6 separate regions of the Mus musculus genome follow, and all the other regions are linked to region 6. A link is a contact called in public HiChIP or PLAC-seq data. All regions are on one chromosome and are shown on one strand. The core of a region is the stretch at or near the end of the contact, and the rest is flanking DNA. Distances in the headings are between cores, read along the strand shown. Region 1 overlaps Gm34068 (predicted gene, 34068). Region 2 has its middle 73 kb from the start of Gm34130. Region 3 has its middle 32 kb from the start of Gm34130. Region 4 overlaps Gm34068 (predicted gene, 34068). Region 5 has its middle 7.1 kb from the start of Gm34130. Region 6 has its middle 24 kb from the start of Hhipl2.

Evidence for each region. HiChIP or PLAC-seq counts read pairs in DNA pulled down with a chosen protein or histone mark.
Region 1: a FOXA1 HiChIP or PLAC-seq map of pancreatic cancer cells shows a contact between it and region 6. The contact joins two enhancer-like sites. A contact is called at or near these places in 1 of 15 datasets of contacts at CTCF or cohesin (the NIH/3T3 cell line), 4 of 484 Hi-C or Micro-C datasets (bone marrow-derived macrophages and embryonic stem cells) and 1 of 115 datasets of contacts at active chromatin or transcription factors (pancreatic cancer cells).
Region 2: a FOXA1 HiChIP or PLAC-seq map of pancreatic cancer cells shows a contact between it and region 6. The contact joins two enhancer-like sites. A contact is called at or near these places in 1 of 15 datasets of contacts at CTCF or cohesin (the NIH/3T3 cell line) and 1 of 115 datasets of contacts at active chromatin or transcription factors (pancreatic cancer cells).
Region 3: a contact with region 6 is called in an SMC1A HiChIP or PLAC-seq map of the NIH/3T3 cell line, with 19 times the contacts expected there. The contact joins two enhancer-like sites. A contact is called at or near these places in 1 of 15 datasets of contacts at CTCF or cohesin (the NIH/3T3 cell line) and 4 of 115 datasets of contacts at active chromatin or transcription factors (the NIH/3T3 cell line, VIP interneurons, embryonic fibroblasts and 1 more).
Region 4: a contact with region 6 is called in an HNF4G HiChIP or PLAC-seq map of pancreatic cancer cells. The contact joins two enhancer-like sites. A contact is called at or near these places in 3 of 115 datasets of contacts at active chromatin or transcription factors (astrocytes, pancreatic cancer cells and stem cell-derived neural progenitor cells).
Region 5: a FOXA1 HiChIP or PLAC-seq map of pancreatic cancer cells shows a contact between it and region 6. The contact joins two enhancer-like sites. A contact is called at or near these places in 2 of 15 datasets of contacts at CTCF or cohesin (both in the NIH/3T3 cell line) and 4 of 115 datasets of contacts at active chromatin or transcription factors (embryonic fibroblasts, fibro-adipogenic progenitors, large pre-B cells and 1 more).

The regions. Positions count from the first base shown.
Region 1 is chr1:183,759,561-183,763,655 of GRCm38.p6, reverse strand. All of the region lies in intron 1 of Gm34068 (predicted gene, 34068), which reads right to left. Among named protein-coding and RNA genes, the nearest start is that of Gm34068, 13 kb to the right of the region's middle. Within about 2 kb of position 1,860, at least 5 of the 459 cell types and tissues checked have an H3K27ac peak or open chromatin away from gene starts, as enhancers often do. A contact at or near this core is called in pancreatic cancer cells, where this site is marked.
Region 2 is chr1:183,862,794-183,866,543 of GRCm38.p6, reverse strand. No RefSeq gene overlaps it. Among named protein-coding and RNA genes, the nearest start is that of Gm34130, 73 kb to the left of the region's middle. Within about 2 kb of position 1,308, at least 34 of the 459 cell types and tissues checked have an H3K27ac peak or open chromatin away from gene starts, as enhancers often do. A contact at or near this core is called in the NIH/3T3 cell line and pancreatic cancer cells, where this site is marked.
Region 3 is chr1:183,903,507-183,907,125 of GRCm38.p6, reverse strand. No RefSeq gene overlaps it. Among named protein-coding and RNA genes, the nearest start is that of Gm34130, 32 kb to the left of the region's middle. Within about 2 kb of position 1,550, at least 109 of the 459 cell types and tissues checked have an H3K27ac peak or open chromatin away from gene starts, as enhancers often do. A contact at or near this core is called in the NIH/3T3 cell line, where this site is marked.
Region 4 is chr1:183,786,807-183,790,931 of GRCm38.p6, reverse strand. All of the region lies in intron 2 of Gm34068 (predicted gene, 34068), which reads right to left. Among named protein-coding and RNA genes, the nearest start is that of Gm34068, 40 kb to the right of the region's middle. Within about 2 kb of position 2,016, at least 19 of the 459 cell types and tissues checked have an H3K27ac peak or open chromatin away from gene starts, as enhancers often do. A contact at or near this core is called in pancreatic cancer cells, where this site is marked.
Region 5 is chr1:183,928,461-183,931,999 of GRCm38.p6, reverse strand. No RefSeq gene overlaps it. Among named protein-coding and RNA genes, the nearest start is that of Gm34130, 7.1 kb to the left of the region's middle. Within about 2 kb of position 1,254, at least 17 of the 459 cell types and tissues checked have an H3K27ac peak or open chromatin away from gene starts, as enhancers often do. A contact at or near this core is called in pancreatic cancer cells, where this site is marked.
Region 6 is chr1:183,440,737-183,444,388 of GRCm38.p6, reverse strand. No RefSeq gene overlaps it. Among named protein-coding and RNA genes, the nearest start is that of Hhipl2, 24 kb to the right of the region's middle. Within about 2 kb of position 2,193, at least 48 of the 459 cell types and tissues checked have an H3K27ac peak or open chromatin away from gene starts, as enhancers often do. A contact at or near this core is called in the NIH/3T3 cell line and pancreatic cancer cells, where this site is marked.

The DNA.
Region 1 (4,095 bases), core at 611-3,110, 320 kb before region 6:
CACATAGATGTCCATGAAAATAGATAGGGCAAGTAACTGATCACATGCTTGCTGTGCATTAAAGAAGATGGCACTTGATGCAGAGAGAAACCTGTGATCTGGGCTAGTTTAGCATGTAGCTGAGTTCTCAGGGTTTTTAGAAGTAAACGGTCAAAGTGTTTGGGGTGGGTCTGTCAGGAGGTCTCCCAGGAAAGAGAGGGTCAGTGGGGTGATCTTTCTGGCTGTTATGCATACATTATATCAGAACAAGGAGATACTAAAAGCACAACGCACTGGGTGTGCCTGTGCGTCTTTGCAGCAAGTGGGCTTTGTTTGGAGACAGAGCAAACAAAGGGTCACCCTTACTTAATCTGGGGAGGTTCAGGGTCATGGCTCAGCCACTCCAAGCCTTGGTTTCTAGTATCACAGGGATCTCTGTGGATTAGAATAAGGTAGAAGCAACCCTCAGCCAAGTGTGAACAGCACCCTGCTTTGGGGTACTAGATATCAAGATTATTCTCATTACCAAGAAAGATAGCGGTGCATTCATCTCTTGGTGAGGTAATACAGCCCAGAAGTGGTGTTGAAGGCAGGCAAACATGAACAAGTAGATGCCACACACGGAAGGAAAAGCTGAAGCCACTCACTGCTTAGGCTTTTGGGAGCTCAGGCCTCGGAACTAAAGGATTTCTTTCCTTTGGAAACAATCTCCTGTATGTCAAGCTGGGCAATGTCTCTCAAGCTCACTGTGTAGCTGAAGAATAACCCTGATCTTCTGGTCTTTCTGCCTCTGTCCCCCAAGTGCTAGGATTACAAGTGTGGGCCCACACCCAGTTTATGCACTGCTTAGGGACTGGACCTGTGGCTTTGTGTATGGTAGGCAAGTCCTCTTCCAACAGAAATGCATCGCCAAGTATGTCCCATACACCCAACCTCCAAGAGAACTTTATATTTCTATTTCTCTATCCCACAACTGGTACATGGAAAAGTATATGAATTATATAGGCTAAAAGTTATTGTCCTTTATCAACTGTTTCTTCCACGAGCAAGAATGATAAATGGAATGTTGGGTCACTGGTATTGGCATAGATAAAATAAGCTCTAAAAATTGATAGCATGCATACCAGCCTTTCTTCTCATTGCCAAGTACCAATATATCAGCTGTCACCAAGCTGTAACAGTCCACAACTGCCAGTGGCCAGATATTGATTTCTCTTATAGTCAGCAGCAACTGAAGCTGTACACCTGTGCGCGTGTGCGTGTGTGCGCGTGCACACACACACACAGGGTTGGGGGTAGGGGAGAGAACCTCTAAACCCTACAAATGAATTAAATATGTTTTTCTTAGAAAAAGACGTTTTTATTTCTAAGACAAGATTTATTTCAAACCTTTCATTAGAACTCATGTGTGGCCTGGCAGTGGTGGTGCATGCCTTTAATCCCAGCACTTGGGAGGCAGAGGCAGGCGGATTTCTGAGTTCAAGGCCAGCCTGGTCTACAGAGTGAGTTCCAGGACAGCCAGGGCTACACAGAGAAACCCTGTCTCAAAAAAAAAAAGGAATTTGTGTTGTGTACATGTGTGCATGCCTGTGTGTGCCTGTGCATATGTGTGTCTGTGAGTGTTTGTGTGTGTGTGTGTTCATAATTTCACATATGGAGGACAGAAGTCAGCTTACATGGTTTCTTCTAATTTTTTCCATCTTATTTTCTTGAGACATGGCCTCTCATTGAACCTGAGCCACAGGATCTGCCTGTCCCCTCCCCAGTTCATTTGCAGACATGTGCCACCATGCCAAGCTTCAGCTTCTCCATGGATGCTGGGAATATGAATTCACACCCCCATGTTTGTACAGCAAATACATCACCCACTGAGTCACCACCTCAAACTTAGAACTGATTCTTGAGTGAGACTGCCAACGTTCTCATGGGGAGCTAACTACCCCGCAGTAACCCTACACTCAAGCACACAAAGGGGATTGAACTTGGCCCATGGTTTCTCTTGATTCCTAACAAGATGCTTTGTCATGGGTGTGTTCTCAACACTCCCGAGAAAGCAGGTAAGCCACCCATGGGACAAGAAGACCAACCTTCTCTTCAGATCCAATTGCATGTTCCTTTCAGAGCCGAACATTGTTATGAGTTTCACTGTTCGGCTTTCCTCCATTAGAGTGGGTAATGGAACATGAACCCTGCATGGCAAGTTCTATGATCTATGAGCAGCCCATACCCATAGCAGATTTATGACATAGGAAAAATTATGTCTTTAATATCCTTGGCTATCTCTTCTGGCTGTTTTCCTTGCTAGGCCAGCTAACCACCCTTTTAAGCAGCCTCCTTTGTGTGTTCTTTGTCCAATATTAACCCATGGTTGAAGTCTGTCCTAGTTTATTCTGGTTTAACAGTGCTTATATATGTCTCATGTTTTATTCCTTAAAAGACACAGTCTCTTCATTCATATTACACCAGCGTTTCCCTGGTGGTCATACATGAGAAAGGAACACACACGTGTGTGTGTGTGTGTGTGTGTGTGTGTGTGTGTGTGTGAAAATATTCTCAAAGCCTCCAAAAAGTGAGAATTATTGATGTCATTATACACTTGACTTCATAGTGGTTAATTACATGTTTAGTCAGGTTCCTACTGACACATATGAGCCAACCCTGATCTCCATACTTAGTGATATCATACTGACAATTTGAAGTTATCTGCGGTGAAAGCATTTACACCATGGCTATTGGCAATTGCTATATATCAGGGCTAACCTCTTCAGTCGCCTAGAGAGTCAACTTACCACCACATCCCATGCATAAGGTGTCTTAATTTAAATAGAGATGACATTGTATCTGTCTAATATTTTATTGGGTGACTTCTTCCAACATGGCATAAAATACTTTGACCACAGATATGCATATCTCAACTTGGACAAGCTCAACCATATCCGTCCTGTTCATTTATACACACTTAGCATACACATTGTCCAAAATACCACATATGAAACAAGCTTACACATAGACACATCTTACATCTTCACTTGTGTGCACACATATACACATACCTCAGAGTATAATTCAACATGAGAAAGATATTTAGAAAAAACATTTTAGTATGTTCTGTGTTAGTACATGATAGGTTGTTGTCAAAGGCTTAAAATTCCCAGAGAAGTGAATATCAACAACTGACAAGACCGGAAGCCATTTAACTACTTCAGGAAAGGGTATCATTATAACACTCATGAATCCTATCATCTTCTCAGGATAGAGGCTAAGGTTTGAAATGAAAGTTGCCTCCCTGCCCCCAATCTTTTAAAGTGCTCAAGGTATTAATAAGTTTAGTGGCAAGATTTCCTCAAGGTCTTTCCTGTGTGCTCCCAGATCACTGGAGAACCAGAGCCTGTGAGGTCCATGACTCAAGCCACTTCCTCTCCTCCTTGCCACTCTCCTGCTGGACTCAACAAAACACACAGGAATGTCACACTGGCCTGTGGCGGTCTTTAGGCCACCCTCTGCTTTTTAATCCTTTCATGGCATTTGGCATGAGCGTCCTGGCCATGCTTGGTCAGTGCTGGTCAGCATCTCTTTTAGGAGCTCACCAGGCCTTCATGTCCTGTGCCTGTAGTACTGACTTCCTACTGCTTAACTCTGGAATGAATGGAGACTTTCTCATCTCTGGTGAGTGTAATTCAGGAGCTAGAGCACTAGATGATTGGCAGCTACCAAGTCTAGTGAATGTGAAAAATAAATTTCATAGTCAACATAAGCATGAGGTGTGAGTTTCAGGATGAAGCTTTATTGTAAAAGAGAGATTAAGAGAAAGGAGATGAACAGAGCTCCCAAAACAAGAATGTGTGTGTGTGTACACATACATATATGGCTTAATTAATACTATCTGTATATATACATACTATCTGTGTATATACATACTATCTGTATATATTCTTACTATCTATATATATGCATATATGTGTATATGTATATATACAAATACACATATATGTGTATACACACATATATAATTAAGTATACATATATATAATTAAGCATACACTTATATAAGTATATATACGCATATGTATATATTATAAAGCTTAATAAGGTTGCATTTTGGAGGAGATGAGTTGG
Region 2 (3,750 bases), core at 59-2,558, 420 kb before region 6:
GACAACACTGTGAAGGGTGGGTTGGAAAACAGTGGGATTGTGTTGACTAGCTCCCTCATTTCCAGACATAATGAACAGACGATGGGCAGAGGGGCAGGGTAGAAGTGGTCCTAGAAAAGAGATGAAGGTCTGAGCTGTGCTCTCTTCTTCCTGTGGCCTCTCAGTAGCTGAAGCACACCCAGGAACAGGCATTTAGAACCCTAGAGGAGATAAGGAACTGACAAGTTGTGTCTACAAACCTTGGGGACACACTACAGATATCGATGTAAACAATATTAAGCCTCTGATGGTTTTCAAATTCCTACAAGGATATTTTAGAAATCAACCTGGCCATCAAAACTCAGTGTTCACTGACGTGTTTGGGGAAGGACTTACGTAATTTTGATGTGAAGACTTCTAAACCCTCCAAGACAGATATTCTATAAACAGAAGAGTTCCACCACAAGCAGGCCTCTAATATAAGAGAGAGAGAGAGAGAGAGAGAGAGAGAGAGAGAGAGAGAGAGAGAGAATCTCAAACACTAACCATGCTTTCCTAAAAGGGAGGGAATAAGGAACTAGATACTGTTCTTCTTGGACCATGTGGTCTGACTTCTGACTTACAATATTCAAGACCATCTTAGTTACAGCAGTCTTCAGAGAAGATGAGGTCTTAGCCCAGGAGGCCCTCAGCAGAGTCCCGGGAGAGTTGGAAGGATGACCAGAAGGTAGTGGCAGAGCATGACTTCACTAAAGCCATAGATAAGCACAGGGCAGTCGCACAGCCTCGGGCAATCTAGAGGCCAAGAGGATATGAGAAAGTGAGACTGGAATGCCCAGTCATTCTGAGCCACACCAATGCTAACAGTAGGCAAAACAGAAGAGCATGTTCTCTCTTTAAATTAAAAAGCAGGCATGGTCTTCATCTCCATCCCCACCAAAGATCACACTTCTCTCTTTTAGCTCCCACCCAGTAGCTGCTTTCCCTCTCATGAGTTAGAATGGCAACTCAGATAGTGTGCAGACTTCTAAGAGCTAGAAGAAATAAAGAGTTAAATGCCCTGGCCCCTTCTCCACCCCTAATGAGCTGAGTACTCTTTGCTTCCTTTCTTCGTTATAAAGACAAGCTATAAAATGTTGAGTTCAGAAGCCTGGGTTTCTCTCCAAGATCCCGTCCAGTTCAACAATCTCACATTTGTGTCTCTCTCCTTGCTCCATTTATTTTACTCTTTTCTTTGTTTTTTCTTGCTCATACAATCTAGCCTGTGTGAGTAATGTTCATATGCTTATGAATACAGTTGGTTCTTTGTGATCTGTAATAATAAGAGACGGATCATGTGGATAAGCCCAAATTGCAAACGCTGCTCCTGATTACAACTGAGGAACATTCCAGTCTGACTAGCAATCTAATATGTGGTTTGGGCTGCATTCATGTAGGACCCATTAGCTAGTTAGTAGGGTTGGTGTAGAGAGGTTACCTGTTCTGCCCTGAGGAGTGATCGATATTGAAGGTGAGATTCCCACATTGGCCAAATGTCTTCTGCCAATTAATGCTGGGTTTTGCCATTAGATCTGGCTAGTTTATGTGACTAATGTTTCAGTTGATGAGATGTAGCACACACTTAGGGATGGGGTGGAGGTGGAGGTAACAGACAGGAAACCACTTATTGGGAATTTTACCAGCCTAAGAGTCACAACACCAAGTAGGACCACATATTTTTGTTCCAGAATGGTTCATCTAGCAGGGCCTCTTTAAGATCTAATGTCACTTTGATGTATCCTGTGCATGTCACTGCACTAAGTAAGCTCCCTTAGATCTTTACTACATGGTATACAACCCCATAGGAAGAAGAGCTCCCATGTCCGTGCACTCCCGATTCAGAAGCCCAGAACTTCTACAACAACAATGGACAACTCCACAAATTAAATGAAAAATAAATCTTAATTAAAACACAGAGCTATCATGTTTCTTTTTCTACATAAAGTTCCAAACATCATAAAATATGACCTTCCTCAATGCCAAGAATGTTTTCTCTAAGGTATAAATTATTGCCCTTTACCTAGAAAGCTAATCTTATAATTGACTCAAGAGCTTTAAAGATCACTTCATGATATGTGAAAAATAAACAGATCATGCCTATGACAATCATGCTAGGATTATATACCCTGCTCTACTACCTAACCCCATCTCTAGTGATTTAGATTTTAACAGGCCTCTCAAGCTTAAGTGTAACATAACAGCAGTTGTAGGAATGTAGATGTCTCATATGCTCTTAAGCATAAATTTGAAGGGACTAAAAACACCATACAAAACCTAATAAAATGTATCAAATTCTTATACAAGATCATAGATGTTGCTTTAGTTTATGATATATTTTGATTTCTCTTTTGTGATCAAAATTGCATGCTCACTTAGCCCTTGGGAACTACAGTAAAGGCATCAAAGAAAGTATAAAGCAGCTATAATATTATACTCAGGGAGAGTTACCAGTAATTCCTTTTTGGTTTGCTTATTTTTATTCTCTTTTCTAAGTCCCCAAATAGCTTGATATAGCTTGATTATAAATAGATGAGTAACTATATCATGATGGTGAAAATAGAGAGATGAAAGATGATAGACAGATGAAAGATGATAGGTAGTCTCCCAGTTATCTTTAACTGCCAACGTGGCACAGCTTAAGTCTCAATTGAGGGATTGTCAAGATTACATTGGCCCATGGACATGTCTGTAGGAGGCTATCTAGGTTGGTGATTGATGCAGGAGGACACAACTCCCTGGGCAGGCAGTCTAATGTTGGATATGAAAGCTAGCTAAGCACGAGCCTGCTGTGGGAGACATGAAGTAGCATTTTTTTCCATGGTTTCTGCCCACTTTCTTGGCTATGAGTAAGGTCCATGGTTAGAAGTACTGCTGTGTTGACCTTTAAGATGGTCTGTCTTCAGGTTCTTGCTTGAGTTCTTGCCCTGACTTCCTGCCATGGTTGACTATAACAAGTAAGTTTAAATAAACCCTATTATCTCCTACATTGCTTTTGGTCAGAGTGTTTTATTACAGTAACAGACAGGAAAGTCTTTTGGGGAGATAGATAGATGATTAATTTTGTTGATGATTTTAATACTAAAATATTTAAAATTTCCTGGTTTAACTCTCTTTACTTTTATATCATTATTGCTTTTATTATAACTCAGTATCTACTTTGAAGATCAAAGAATATTTAAATTTTCTTGTTTTTAACATTTAACTGCATAATTCACCTTTTTCCTATTTTGAATGTATTATTATAAGAAGTCTTAGGGAAAGACTGTTTGCTAGACTACTAGATAGTTAATCCCTTACACATAGTAAATGCTTTGGTAATTTGCCTATACTTCCCTTGAAAAATTTTATACTTTATTTGTATAAGCTCTTATAAACTATATATGAAAACACACACATACATGAATAAAGAATGAAGGATCTATTCTTCTACCTTAGAGAAGCTAGCACTAAATTGATGTTTTTCCTGGGATTACCTCAGAAGAAATGAAATCTGCCTAAGAAGGGGCCTGTCTCCCCCACAGGCATTGTCACTCAGTCACTGCTTCAAGTGGAGACAACATGGAGACTTAGCTAGGGTGGAGTCACCTAAGCTCATACTTGCTTCTATTAATTCTTGTAGGGTCCGAACCAGTTCACCTTCCCCTCAGCCTGAGCTCACTTCTACCCTCCTCTCTGCTCACCCACAGAGCAGCACCTAATAAATGTCTTGACATCCAGGCTCCATCCCAGAGC
Region 3 (3,619 bases), core at 301-2,800, 460 kb before region 6:
TAAGTGTGCATGTGTGAGAGAGGCTTTAGATATGTTTTCTGTTCTGGAAGGTTCTCTGGCAGAAGATCAGAAGATCTAATCTCCTAAATCACATTCTATTACCAATTGCCTGTTGACTATAGTCATCATCTACCCATCTGTAAGATAAGTAGTTCATACACACGTTGTCCTGGATCAATAAGCTGTCCAGAACATACAGGAGGATTTATGGTTAAAATGGTTGAAATGGTTGAAAAAGGAAACGAGGAGGCTGGGCGTGGTGGTGCACACCTTTAATCCCAGCACGTGGGAGGCAGAGGCAGGCAGATTTCTGAGTTCGAGGCCAGCCTGGTCTACAGAGTGAGTTCCAGGACAGCCAGGGATATACAGAGAAACCATGTCCCCCCAAAAAACAAAACAAAAAAGGAAACAAGGAAAGGGACTTTCCTTATTTTTGACTTTACAAAGTCAAAGCCATGTTTACCAAAACACATCCTAATGTATCGTCCCTCTAACACCCAGGGCTTCCTGCTTCCCACTCCCCAACCTCTGAGCCAGGACAGTCTTGGCCTTTACAGGTAACACTAGAGATGAGAATGACCTTATGATGGAAATGGCAACCTCTAGGCTGCTACCTGACAGAACACTGGGACAAGTGATCTCCTATGACCTCCTACTGATGCCTGTCTCTTAGCATAAAAATTCTGGTTCTAACCTGATCCCTTAACCATACAAAGGCTATGGGAAATAATGGTGTGAAGGAGGACACACACAGAGAGAGGAGTACACACAGACTATTCCATGTGGTGGCTAATGAAAGAAAACATGCCTGACTTTCCTCTTAGCACCTCCGTTACTCCTCATGCTCAAGCCTCTATTAAAATAATGTCAATAAAATTTCTAACTTGGGAAAGGGAGAAAGAATGGAGAGGTGGAGAAAGGAGAAAAGAAGAAGGAAAAGCACGTGAGCATATAGAAGATTCGGAAACGTGAGCGAGAGTTTCATGACATGGAAGATCGAGTTGATAGAACAGTCTGAAGACCAGAGCAAATAACCAAATGTCACTATCACTAATACAAGAGATGGAAATAAAGTTCCCTCGGAGTGAGCCTGCTTACAGCACGGGGGCTGCATCTCCTATACAGAGCATTCAGAATCCAGTACCTGGGACCAACATGGAGGGAGAGTTCTGGTCACGTGATGCAGAGACTTTTCATCAATCTAAGCCTGTTATTTCCCCACTCTGCTCTGGGTAGGAACGCTGCTGGCACTTCTACGTCAGCCACAGCTGTGTTAAGGAGGTCAAGGAAATGTGGGGAAAAGGGCAATTGTCTAGGGAGAGGAGTAGAAATTCCCAGGCAGCATTTTTTCTTTCCCCTAAATTTCTCTGGGAACTGTCTTACTGTGTCACCGTCAGTTTCTACTGGGTCATAAGCAACTCTTCTGCAAGCTGCTGGATCTATAAGATCCCCCAAGGCAGAACCCTAACCCCCTCTGGGGTGTGAGAGTTCACTGAACAGCCTCGTTCATGGCCATGAGCTTGGCACAGCCACAAGCCAGCGCCATTCCAGTACCATGTGATATCAGCAGGGTTACTCACTTGGTTGCCCTCCAGCAGGGCAGCTGGGGACACCTCCCTAGAGTGACTACAACATTCATCACTGAGATGACTCAGCCCAAGCTTCCCTCTGCCTGAAAAGGGAATCTGGGGCTGAGCGTGGGGTGAGAGGTGTCCACACTAGACCCATCTCTGTGCCCCTCACTTGCGAAGCACATAGCATAAGACTCAGGTCAGTGTATCAGAAGCAGAGAATGTACCATGAGTTTAGTCCAGAGGTATGTGTGGCAGGTAAGGCTGTGCTTACAGAAGTTCAAGGACGGCTACTCAGCTGCCTAAGGACAATAGCATCTCAGATGTCCACCCATTCCATCTCACTGATTCCAGTGTTCTGTCTTTGCTAGGCGAGGGCTTGTCCATTCTGGATCCCTGATATGTTACTGGGTAAGGCTCTTCCCCCTCACTGCTTGTCTCAAAGAAGTAATTCAACTAAGGTGGAAATTTGTTTGGCTAAGTAAATTAATGCCTACACTACAAACAGGTTGGGATGTGCTGTCCTGAAAAGTGGGGCAGTAGAGTTGGGGAAATGCTTTAACACAGTCTTTGGATAGGTGCTGTCTGGTTTCTTGCCCAAGAGTGAGTCCATTCTCTTTGCACAGTTTAATGTGCACAATCTCTAAGGCTACATGTGCTGCTCATTCATATTTCTGTCAATTGTAAGTGACAGTCCCATTTCTCTAATAGAATCATATGCTTCCTTCAAAAGCACCTGCTTCTACCGACAGCTGGAGCACCACGGCATCCCACACTGCACTAACCACATGGCAGGTGCTTGCTCAATACTTACTGCATGGTGGCCTCCGATCTTCAGTTCCCAAGGGAGAGAGATTTTCCACACTTTACTCTAACCGAGCTTTGAATCTCTTTAGAAAGAGCTTTGAACGAAAGCCTTGGTTTTATTCAACACCTCGTGTGTTCTGGGCTCTCCACGCTCCTGTGCAGATCTTCTCTCAAAGGTCTTCCCACAACATGTCCTTGAACTCACTATTCTGCCAATGTTCCTCCGATAACCCAGGTTCCAGCATGACCTTCTTTGGCTTTCCAGAGTTTCTGTATCATTCTCGGTGTTAGTTATGTTTCTGTTACTGCACTGAAATACCAGGGACACAGTGACCTAAGGAAGGGTTTCTTGCCAGGCAGTGGTGGCGCACACCTTGAATCCCAGCACCCGGGAGGCAGAGGCAGGCAGATTTCTGAGTTCAAGGCCAGCCTGGTCTGCAGAGTGAGTTACAGGACAGCCAGGGCTACACAGAGAAAACATGTCTCTAAAAACAAAACAAAGCAAAACAAAACAAAAAAAAAAGGAAGGGTTTCTTTTGGCTTAGGGTTTAAGAAAGCTAGATGTTCATAATGGTGGGAAAAGCAGGGTAGGAAGAAGCTGGCTGATCACACTTCAACCATGCACAAAGAGCAAAGATGGAGGGACAGACAGACAGGCAGACAGACAGACAGATAGATAGAGAAGTAGCGTAACACTATAAACTTTCAAAGCCCATCTTTAGCCAGGCTCTACCTCCTAAAAGTCCCACGATCTGCCCGAACAGTACCACCTACTGGGGACCAAGCATCCAAATACATGAGCCTGTGAGGGAACGTCTCTTGTTCAAGTCATTATATTCTCTGTCAGAGCCCTCAGCATGTTACAGTACACTGCCTGTCTCCCCTAGAGCTGAATGATCAGCCATATGCAATGAGACTGTGGGGACACTGGGAGAGAGACTCATTTCATCTTGGAACTGAGAAGGGCATGAGACAGAGTCAGAGGGTTGTATGAAGAGGAACACATTCAACCATGCCCTGACAGGTAGAAATAATCCAGATGATGAATAGCAGAGGTGCTGGAAATGGAGACAGGTGCTTGGGAGAACTTGTGAGTACCTAGAGCCTGGTGGACATGTGACAAGACTTACTGAAGTATAGACACTCAATTGTGATGTGTTTATGCTTATCAGTTTTAAGCAGAAAACAGAACAACTCCCTTTACAGAGCATGAACAAAGAAATCTTCCCCGGGCCTAAGAA
Region 4 (4,125 bases), core at 767-3,266, 350 kb before region 6:
TGGCCTTCTACCCTCCAATTCAACCTTTCAGTGATATCACTGACTTTCGAAAAGGGGGGTTCAATGACACTAAGAGAAAGGACAAAGGTCAGCCACATCTCTCTAATTGACAGCATCGAGTAAAAATCCAAATAAGTCTGCCACTGGCTTGGGTCACAGAGAGGTCACAGAAAAGAGTAGCCTGCTTAACAGGAATAGGCGGAAACTTGCAACCAAATTAGTCATGATGCAAGCTTCTCTGTCTAATTTCAAAGACTCTTAGCATATGGGAAATTCTTCAAAGAAGCAGAAAAATTGGCTGTACATTGTTTGCCCTTGGAGGCATCTTTATTAAATTATAAATAGATGCATTTTTTCCACATGAAAATCAGCACGAAGGGGAGCTTTGTTACGCTGTTTGGCTCTCTGTGCAAACTTTGCTTTTAGTTATCCTGATCATACCAAATCACCCCCACGTTCCTTCAGCATCAGGTCTTCTAAGAAGCACAAAGCACAGACAGTAAAGGCAATTCCTACCACATCACCTAAAATGTGAATCAATAGTAACAAATAATTGGGTATTCTTACATCACTTGGCCCCTGTCTAGATTCCATGGGTTCAAGTTGCTTTTCTTCCCTTGTTTTATAATATAACCCCTTATCAGCATTCTCTTTTGTTTCTTTTGGAGTGAGTCTGCTAGCCTCCAACCATCTCTTCCTCAGGTCAGGAAGGCTTCCTTAGATTCTTCCCAACTTCAATATTTAACACTCTCCTCCCAGCCCAGTTGACTTAAAAAAAAATATGTTTATCTCTAGAGTGTGTAGATCAAAACTTCAGACTTCTAAAACTCCATCCCAGCAGTAATAAAATATCTGCTGATGTTTTTAGCCATGATAAAAACTGAGTTATCTATAAAGATACATTTCAAGCATGTTCCTAGAAGTCACAGTTAAGTCTGGCAATATATAAGCTAAATGATATTACTTAGTTCTACTTTAGAGAGGGGAGAAATGAAGGTGAAAACTCAAGGACTATGCATAAGCCTGGCCGACTATTGCAATTTGAACTGAGCTTCAGAATTTCCTTCTTTTCCCTTCTTACTATACCCAGCACAAATGTCACATTGTCCTAGAATTCAGATATGGTTCAGTGAGATAAATAAATATGTTATTAAATACCAGGATATATTAGCATGTAGTTTTCAGGCACAGGTGGGTTTAGGTTGTTACAAATCCACATTTAAAAGCCACTGTTCGCTGAGTATTTACTGTGTTGTTAATAAAACTGCAAAGTTACATGTCTTTAATATATTTACCATCTCTTCCTATTCTTTACTTCAAGGATAATACAATTGTATGACAGATGTAGAAACTGAAGCATAGAAAAGTTAAAGAACTTGCACTGAGACTTGTAAGTAGTGACTTGATTCAAAAATTGACCTCATGGTATCTCTCTAGACTCCATGACTGTGCATGGATGGGTTCTTTTGCTCTATGCATGTAAAATTGATGCCCAAAGCCCTACATTAACGCAGTGTGAATTGGGAATATTCAATCATCCAGACATGCTCCCTCTTTACTTCTGTAGGATATATATATATATATATATATATATATATATATATATATATATATATACAGAGAGAGAGAGAGAGAGAGAGAGAGAGAGAATGTCAAGTAGAGCCTGATTACAAAAGAGTGTTCTGTACTATGCGTTTCCTCTTTTGACTGGTTAGTGTTAGAATGCAGCCCACAGTAAGACAAGTGTCTAGTCTTATAAATAATACATGCAATCCAAATGATCCAATTTGTATAAACCAAACTCTTTCAAGCCCTTTCAAAGAAACATGGGACAATGAAAAGAATGTGGACATTAAAGTCACATAACTGGGTTTTTGTCTGTTTTGTTATTATGTTAATGTTTAATTCTCCAGTGTGGGTACAGAAGCTCTGGTTTGCGACTCATGTTCATTACCATGGTGTGAATACTCCCATCATGACTCATTTCACAATTTCAACACTCTGCACTGGGTTGGAAAGAGACAATGACATTTGTTGACTCCCAAGTGCAAGTCATTTTCAGTACACAACTGTTGGCAGACCCTAATCTAACCCTGGCTTGAAAACCCTCAGAACAAAATCTGGGGTGAGATACTTTACCTTTCTAAGTGATGATCTCCACTTCTGTTAAGTAGAGGACATAACACTACCAGCAAGGAGGGTGTGACCAGAAGGCTGTAAGGAGGAGAATAAACATCAGCTTTTTAGCCTTCCTGAGGAAGCTATGCCTTCTGACAAAGAAACACTCTGTAAGCATAGCCTATGCCTTGGAGTCATTCAGGAGCACTCTGGTAAGGTGGATTGGCCATGTGTCAAGGCAGAAGTCCTGATGAGAACAGACCCTCACCATCCTTCTTTCCTGTTTTAAGCTGAAAGCTTTATTCCAGATGTGCTGACTCTGTCAATGCCATGTAGTAATATCATGTACCTATTTTCTATAGGTTGAAACATCCCCTCCTAGAGAGAGGAAAAGGGTCAGAGGATCTGGGAACTCACAAGTTTACAAGATCTGGGAAACTCAAAATTCACAAGACCCTTAAAGCCCCTTACCAAAAATCAGTAAGTAATTGCTAAGACAATCAGAAGCTTTGGGGGTAGCCCTGCCTGTAAGTTGCATGGAAGATACCAGTGGTATAGCTTCCACGAGTCATCACCAGTACTGAGATCAGAGTCACCCTGGTAGGTAATTCTAATAAACTCATTGTTCACTAATATGAACCTGGATGGAACAAGGTTTCTTTGGTCTGCTGTTGTCAGATCTGGATGTAATTCAAAGTAACTTCCTCAAGAACAGTTGTGGATCAAGGACAAAGCAAGACTGGTCCAATGGTAGGAATAGCAAGAGAGACAAACAAACAAACAAACAAACAAACAAATGAGATTACTAGGGTTTCTCACCTTGATCCTTGACCTTCCTGCCTGCTCCAAGGGAAATTAAGGGAGCGCCACTACTTGTTAACTATCTTAGCATGCACTGACTCTTGCACCAGGGACATGACCCATCAGCATGCCAACCCCTTTAGAGAAGTATCTGGGGAGAGGGTGCTCTGCCACTCCACATTTCCTCTAGTGCACAATTGCTGGGATGATCCAACCCCATGAAGTAGAGTCCAGACTTGTAAGCAGTGTTGTGCTGTTCAATTGTCCCCTTAGCTTTCCTTCATTTGAGTGAATCTAAATTGATCCTAGCTATTCCAAAAGAAAAAGAAATGACACCTAGCTGCAATCTTATATAGCCCTTACAATCACCTGCTACTCCTCCAAATCACATCCCCCATCAAGCAGTGGAATTGAGTTAGTATTGTGGAGAATACTCAAAAGATTGTGTTTACTCTATGCCCAGCAGAACAGTTCAAAAATGTGTTCAGTAAGAATAACATTAGTGAAGCAAGCAGCTCCCTCCCAAGCAGTGGGTTTTGAAGAAAACAAAGCATGTCGGTGGCTGTACAGAACTGAGTCCTATTGCTTGTACTAGTGAGTTTCACTGTTCAATGCAAGACTCATTATCCCAACGTCATGGACCATGTTAAATTAATCCCAACATTAAATCACAATTTTCTGTGTTGAGGAGCCACTGGGTAGTGGGCTTTTGGCTCAGCACCCAGAATTACTTGAGCCTTTGGTTTCTGTGTGTGGTAACTTGGCCACAAATACATCCTGAGATTCATTAGATAAGAAGGATATTTTCAGATTTGCATAAGTTGAGCTCAAATTTGCTGTGAACTAGAACACTCCAAACCTCAGTTTCGTTAAATGGATTTGGGTTAGTAAGAATTGAGGATCCAGAGTGTCCTCAGTTAAATTCCCCCTTAGGAAATGCCACCTCTTCACATGTTTCCCAAGGGTCTTGTTTTTCTGTCCTTTCAGCTCCTCACCAAGTATGAAAAGTGATAAAAGGAAATATGTCTGCCTAAAGTATACCCAAGATGTCCAGTTACAAAACATTAAGTAGAAATTTCTTTTTGTATGTCGAGCCAATGTCTCAGACAAAAGCAAAAGGATTCTGACCAAGAATGTGAGGAGAGCTGAGGATACAAGAAGGTGGCCTTCAGACTCCCAAGGCTGTGAGATCTTGTCAGGACCATT
Region 5 (3,539 bases), core at 5-2,504, 490 kb before region 6:
GAATCAAGTTTCCTCAGCCTTTGAAAACTTTAGTATAGAATGAGATTACACAGTCTCAATTCCCCTCTTAAGAAACTTGCTTGATCTCCTAAGTCCCACAGAGGATAATCTCTCGCAGGACAGCTCAGGTGACAGTACACTCTTTCTCCATTTCAGGGGGATGACTGCAAATCCGTGTCCTGGTCAGGAAGGTCACAGAATGAGCCCAGGTTAGATAAGCAGGACACATCCTTCATCTAGCTTTTCTCCCTGGAGGAGAGAGCATATTATTGAATATCCTTGAAAATATTTGCAAAAAGTTCATTGTGAGGAAGGTGAAGTGATTTAGGAGAATTAGAGACCAGCAAATCTGTGTTTGAATCCCAGTTCTTTTTAGACTGAGACTGATGAATTAGCTTATTCTTCAACCTATCTGAGGCATGACCTCTGCCTCTGTTAAAAAGAACAATGGCTGTCAGCCTTTGGAGGGCCTTGTAATGATTAGTCATATGTGTTTGAAGTGTCTGGCCCAGAGTAAGCTTTCAATGCGACCTGGTTATTCTTAGGAGTGGAGTAATCGGGGGTTTATTTAGAGGTTCTTGGATGGTATGGGCAGAGATCAGTGGGGATGAGGCTCAAGTTCTTCCCTGAGTGTTCTCTGGGGAATGGCCAGACTGAGGACAGGACCCAAGACTACACGACCCATCAAACTGCCCAGTGGTGGCATCTCTCTGGCATTAAGAAAAGTTGGTAGTACATTGGCCAGTAAGAATAAGAAGATATGGAGTGACAGTTATGCTGTGTAGCTGGAGCTTGGCCAGCATTACAAGGTCCCTATTACACCCACCTGGCCCAGCCCATCTCCTGGAGATCCTTCTTCATAGGTGCCATGACTCTATGCAAGGTGACAAGAAGAAGATGTAAACCAATGTGGCCTTATATGGTTTTATCAGAATGTCATAGCTTTTCCCAGAAAGAAGCCAAGGTGTAGCTCATATCTGTACACCTTGAGCCCTGGCGTCCTCCAATAAATGGGTAGACAGCCATGTTTGGCCATCTAGCTTTATTTTTATTAATAGAAAGTTTGGTAATGTCATTTGAGAGAAAAATAAAACTCTGGCCAAAGAGGGTATATATTTTAAGATGACACACACTATATTTAGCAACTGGGATTATGCCCCTTGGGAGACATGAAAGAAGAGGAAGCGAGATTAGAGCTGACATCTGGCTGGGGCAAATGTCATCTCCCAAAGTGGCCATACTCATCACAGGCCCACACCAGTGCCAAGGAGGAGTGAGAAGGCAGGACAGCCAGAGCTCATCCAGTACCAGATGCTACTCCTGTTCCAGGTGTTGAGAGATGATCACTACAGGCAGGCCTGGACCAGTTAGGGAGGAGGGCCAGGCAATGACACGCACTCACAGGCTGACTCTTCATGTGTTCACCAGTGTTTAATGTTTAACAATTGATAAGAAACCATCGAGCATAAGGAGGTTGACATACTTCCCCTCTGAAGTACAGTCTAGAATTCATCAAGGTTCTCCATGGGCTGACATCATTGTTTGAAGAAGAACTGGCTGGGCAGTGTGCTAACTTGGCATGTAGTTATCAACTGTTTATGCAGACGATATGATCTGCCCTTGAATAATTTATAAATTAAAAGTTTATTACTGCTTCCCAGAAATTGAATGGTCATAACCAAAACAACAATGCTTACCTGCTTATTGTTTTGGGGTAGGTGTCTTCTATTTCTTACCTCATTTTATTCCCATGGTATCCATGTAAAATTTACTGACTATCCCTTGACATTTGAATACAAACATTGTGGGGGTCCAGACCTTATAATAATCTTGTAAAAATATAAAAAATTACGTTAAGAGATTTAAAAATTCCTATACCCAAAGAAAAAGCACAGCTAACATTTTAATGATGTTAGTTCCACCGTGTGCATGCATATTTTAAGTTGTTGTAATACTATATGCAAAAATGTCACATAGTGTTTATTCAACTAAAATTCTTCTATAAGTATTTACTATACAAACAGCTTATCTATGCAATTTTCTGTACAAATATCATTTGAAAACTACAAAGCATTACTTTGAGAGCTACACCTCAAGATGTTTAATGAATTCTCAATATTTGGTATTTCCTGATTCTCAGATTTCTCTGTTGCACTGTTCCAATGAACACATCTTTAGATATACCATATTTTGGGAGGGCACTTGGGAATTTGCTTGCACAAATGAAAACAGACAGCATGGCCATCTGGTTAGCCCACCTAGGCACGCTCAGCTTTTGAGAGTTCTTACAAAGAGTCATGACAAGGAGGCCAAGCAAGAGTATCAATACAACCAAGAAAACAAAAGCATTGGACACTTAAACCCCAGGTTTCTCCATGAAAACTCAGCCATGTCTGTGTAGGCTTTCAGAGACCCATTGAAACTAAGAATTTAAATCAGTGGTTGCAAATTTTCACAGGAGAACCACTGTAAGAGTTTGTCAAAAGTATTAGGGCAGAGCCTAGATATCCACATTAAAAATATATTTAAAAAAAAAAACAGTGGGAGAGAAGAAAACAATGACAATTGTCCTATCCTGGTGTCAACTTGGTAGTCTTATTTTGAAGCTTTGAAAACTTCTGTGTAATACTTTTTACCCTGAGAGGAGATGATTGCCAAGTTCTGTCTGTCCCACAGCATGAAGAGGGTCAGTACAGCAACCAGGGTGATGAGAGCAAATGTGCATATGGCTTCTGAGTGAGATGCTGATTGAAAGAACCAGGAGTTGAATGGCACATAAGATCACATGAAGTCAGATGTAGGCATTTGCTCCATTGCCCTTGACTCTGCATAGAGAGACCTGGTGACACTACCCTTGGGCCATGTAGAATGTCCACAGTAAACATCCATTTTGTTTTAGGGATATGGAGAAGGGACCAGCCCTTTAACTCTGGTTTACACAGAATATGCTGGTAAAGTTTAGCTGGAAGTGGTGATCAACAGCTAGATAGGGTTGGAGCTCAACTTGGCAACATTCATTACTGTGTTTGGCTTCACAGAGGCAATTCCAAACATGGCCATGGTGAAGCTATCAGTGCATCTGCTGGAGAATTTGGGTCAACCAGAAGTGTGTCGTCTGGGAGAACTGTGTGAGGGTCAGCTTTATGCTCTGGGATCAGGTCCCCTCTTGCAAGATGACATCAGTTTTCTGGGCTTCAGTTCTAATGACTTCCAGATGTTGTGGGTCCCATGTGCAGCCTAGAGAATGCAGCCTCCACATGCCGCTGCCCCAAGGCCCCACCTGGGACTGACGCACTTCACTGGCTTTCCCTTCTTCTACCATCACGGTTCATCAGGAAAACAGGTCAGGTCTGCCTCTGAGACTGTGTGGACAGCTGGCAGATAATTCAGAGAGCAAATTCCAGCCTGCTTGCAATTGAGGCTCCCCAGTTAGCTGGCCAGCTTGAGTCCTCAGGATGATTGCCTTGCCTTGGGGTGTACATGAAGGAAAGCAGATGCAACTCCCTCTTGCATAGTGGGGTTCTGTTAGCTACCTAAAA
Region 6 (3,652 bases), core at 944-3,443:
AGACATCACCAACCCAGCACCCAACTGCAGCCAGCATCTTCCTGTGACCCTGCTCAGTCCTTCCTGCAGCTAAAAGCACTGAAGTCAAATCTCCCTCCCCCACCCTCTGCCTCTCTGACACCTCAGTCCAGAGGCTCAAGACCATGACTTTTCAGACCTAGATCTGTGCTTGGGCAACCGCAGGCAGTCCATTTAAGCTCTTCCACACTAAGAAGTTAATTTGGGGAGTACTCATTTCTCAGACTTTTACACATTTGTATGTGTAAGGATCAGCAGGGTAGAAAAGGCCTGTTTTCATGTCTTCCTGAAGGCAGACACCCCACTTTTGTTTCTGCACAGAGCATGTCCTCAGTGCCCTGAAGGTAACACGGTGTAAAATCAGTATTCCAGAGATGAGAGAAGAATCAGATGAATGGGAGCTACATCCCACGACAAGGGATGCAAACTCCCACGTGGGTCCTGCTTATAACTTTATCCCTACATGAAAGTGAGCCACCTGGGCACTTATTGCCCACAAGGCATAAAAAAAGAAACTCTGTTTGCTAGAACAGAGGTCTTGAGGGTCCACGCTAATGTGAGGTGACCTGGGGAATAGCATCCCACAGCCAGGTTGCCAGTATCTCCAGCTGGAAGCTGCACTGTTGGGTAGAGCTGAGATCCACAAGCATCATCAATTTATAGAGGCTTCCATTATGATCATTCATGAAGCAACGTGTGTCATCTGCAGAAGAAGATCTGTATGCTGTTGTGGAACTCAAATTTACTGATTCCTTTATTCGGGTCTATAAATTCTGGTTATCGATTGTCCTACTGACTTACTGCTTTCTCGGGCCTGTGACCAGTGGCTCTTCAGAAACTCCTGGGAACAGGGAGTGATATACACCCAAAGGTCACCCACATATTTAAGAAACAAAATTCTTTGCTTGGGAGCACTGTCTTCTAGGCACGACATGGTAATTACATGTCTGAGCTCACAGCCGTTGTGATGACCTACACCGGACAAGGCCATCAGCATCTTAGGAGGGAAGAGGGGCTCTAGAGACCCAACTCCTCTCTGAGGAGCTCTGAGCAGCTCATGGCTACTGGGGGAAGGGAAAACACTTTCTTCAGTGGTGTGACCAACACTAAGTTGCCTGTGTTCCAGTAAACAACCTTTCATCCTCTAAGCATCCTAGTGAAATGCACCGGGCCAACGGCAACAAAAAACAACATGAAAGTTGAAAGGGGGGAGTGGGTGTTAGGAAGAGGGAGGGGACCAGGTTGGATGGGGTGGGAACAAGAGAGAGTGAATATAGCAGATGCTTTAGATGTGTGTATGGAAATACAGTGAAACTATTATGTATAATTAATATATTATTATGTTACTATGTATAATTGATATATTCCTACCACCCTGCTGTGTCTTTAGCCCGCCATCTTTCTCCTCCCCTTTCTTTCTGTCAAATCTGTGCTATAATGATCGGGTATTTGACTCTCTCAAAATACCAGAACCTGCTCTGCCCCATTTTCCAGGAACATAGTTCTCAATATCGGGGAGACTCTTCTGCACCATTTCAACCTGCTATTCGGGGTCCTTTTTCTTGAGTCTTTTGCTCAGTCCCCAGGCAAGGAAGCAGAAACCATTATCCAGAAATAGCCTGATCACGTTAAATCTTTAAGTCTACTAAACGGTCGCAAGCTGGGGTCCCAGCATCAGCACTGACAGCGAAAACAGGGGCCTGGGTGACAAAGCCCTTCCCTCTGAACTGTCACCACAGAATACTGTCCCTGCTGGATCGCATTCTTAGGGCCGGTACGGCCAGCACCAGATGGCTCAGATTCACCTGTGAAGCCAGGCCTGCTGAGAGACTTCATCTACGTTTGTGTTTTGATCCTTTGGAATCTGCAACCAGAGCCCCTGGCAGCAAACGTCCTTCTCCGCCAGTTCAAGCAAGAAAATGTACCTGCCGTGGTCGTGCTTGCTTCACTAGGCTGCTGACTTATTTTAAGAACTAAATCTCTCCTGTTACTCTATTTTCCTCTCTCAGGAGGAGTGTGTGAGCTCCAAGACTGATTTGCAGCCAGGGCAGGCAATCTCTTATGTGGTGACCTAGCGCCACCTACTGACTACTCACTTAACTGCAGCCAAGAGGACAACGAGGTCCTCTTGTAAGGAAAGTTTTCTCCGAATTCTTCTCTACTTACTCACCAGACTTTGCCTGGCAGTCTTGTGCTGTGCCCTTTTTATCTTTAATGTAAACAAGCGACGACTGTGTCACCAACAAGGAAGCTGGGCGAGTTCTTCACTTGCCAGCCCTGCCCCACCCTTTCTCCTTAGCAGCTGTTGCTTACAAATGATGAACTCAAGGCAGAGAAGCCGATGTGGTCTCCAGGTGTCCCCAGCACAGACACGGAGAGAGGTGGCCCTCTTGTCTTTATTTAGCCTTCCTGACCATGGTCTCTGAACTTGGAGTACAAGAATATTCTCCCAGTACTCTGCTCTTCACGTGCAAGAAAGAGGTAGAAGGTGTTTTCCACGGTAGCCTCTCAACACTTACTCAAAATAGAAGTCTTATTTCTAATAGATGCAGATGTCTCTCTTATGCTCAGGCTCACACCAGGGGCAGCTTATAAAAGCAGATACCATACAAGCTTATACACATATGCAGGAAGTGCTGCTGATTGGCTGATTTGGGTCAAAGCTCATTTTGGCTAACTATACAGAGCAGTTCTAACTAACCTCTGTTGTGCTCAGTTTCCAAGAGCAAAGAATTTAAGAGAATATGCAATCAACTTGCACATAAGGAAGTTTCCTTATAATACTAGTAACAGCGCAAAATGGCAGGCTAGCCACGTAAGAGTTACTTAGGCTTAACGTTATACCTAGGCCTTAACATTCCATCTAGCCCTTCAGTTCTACCTAGTCCTTATCAGTTCAAATGCATCCTCTGGTCTCCACATGTATGGCACTGCTATCAAAGGAAATTTAAAAAATACATGATCATGAGAGAAAAAACAAAAGAGAATAGATAGGCTTCTGGACAGGCGGCCTCTACAGCCCTTGCTGATGCTCTGTCGCTGCATGAAGCCCGAGCTGGTTCAGCACTGCCAGCTCCAGACTTCCAGTGCCTTACAGATATGTAGAGACTGAGATTTCTTGACCTTGGCACCACTGGGTCAAAGCGGTCTGTGTTACTGTGAAGCTGTCTGCTCACCACAAGCATCTAACAGTACCCCTATCTTTTGCTGAGGAAATGCCAGTCGCAACCCCAACCCCCGACTCCATCCTGTTACAACTATCAAAGTGTCTGCAGGTATTGCCATTGTTTCCCTGGGCTGGGAGGTGCAAAACCACCCCTGATTGAAAACCCTGGGTCTGGAGCTCAGGTTCCCAAGCTTGAATGTAAAATGATCCCCATAGTCTCGTGTATTTAAACGTTTGGTCCCAGTAGGTGGCGCTGTTTGGGGATATATATATATCAGGAGGATTCTGCATGGGTGAATAACGCTGCCCCCAGAAGACGTAAGTTATAAATAATGATCTCAGAGCCAGGCAGGCAATCCCTCCCTGTGAGTTATGGTTAAGGGGGCCCCCAGAGGCACCCGGCACAACACAGGCTGCTGCCATTGCTCTTGGTTGCCCTCCAGAACTAGATGGTGAGACCCCATTACC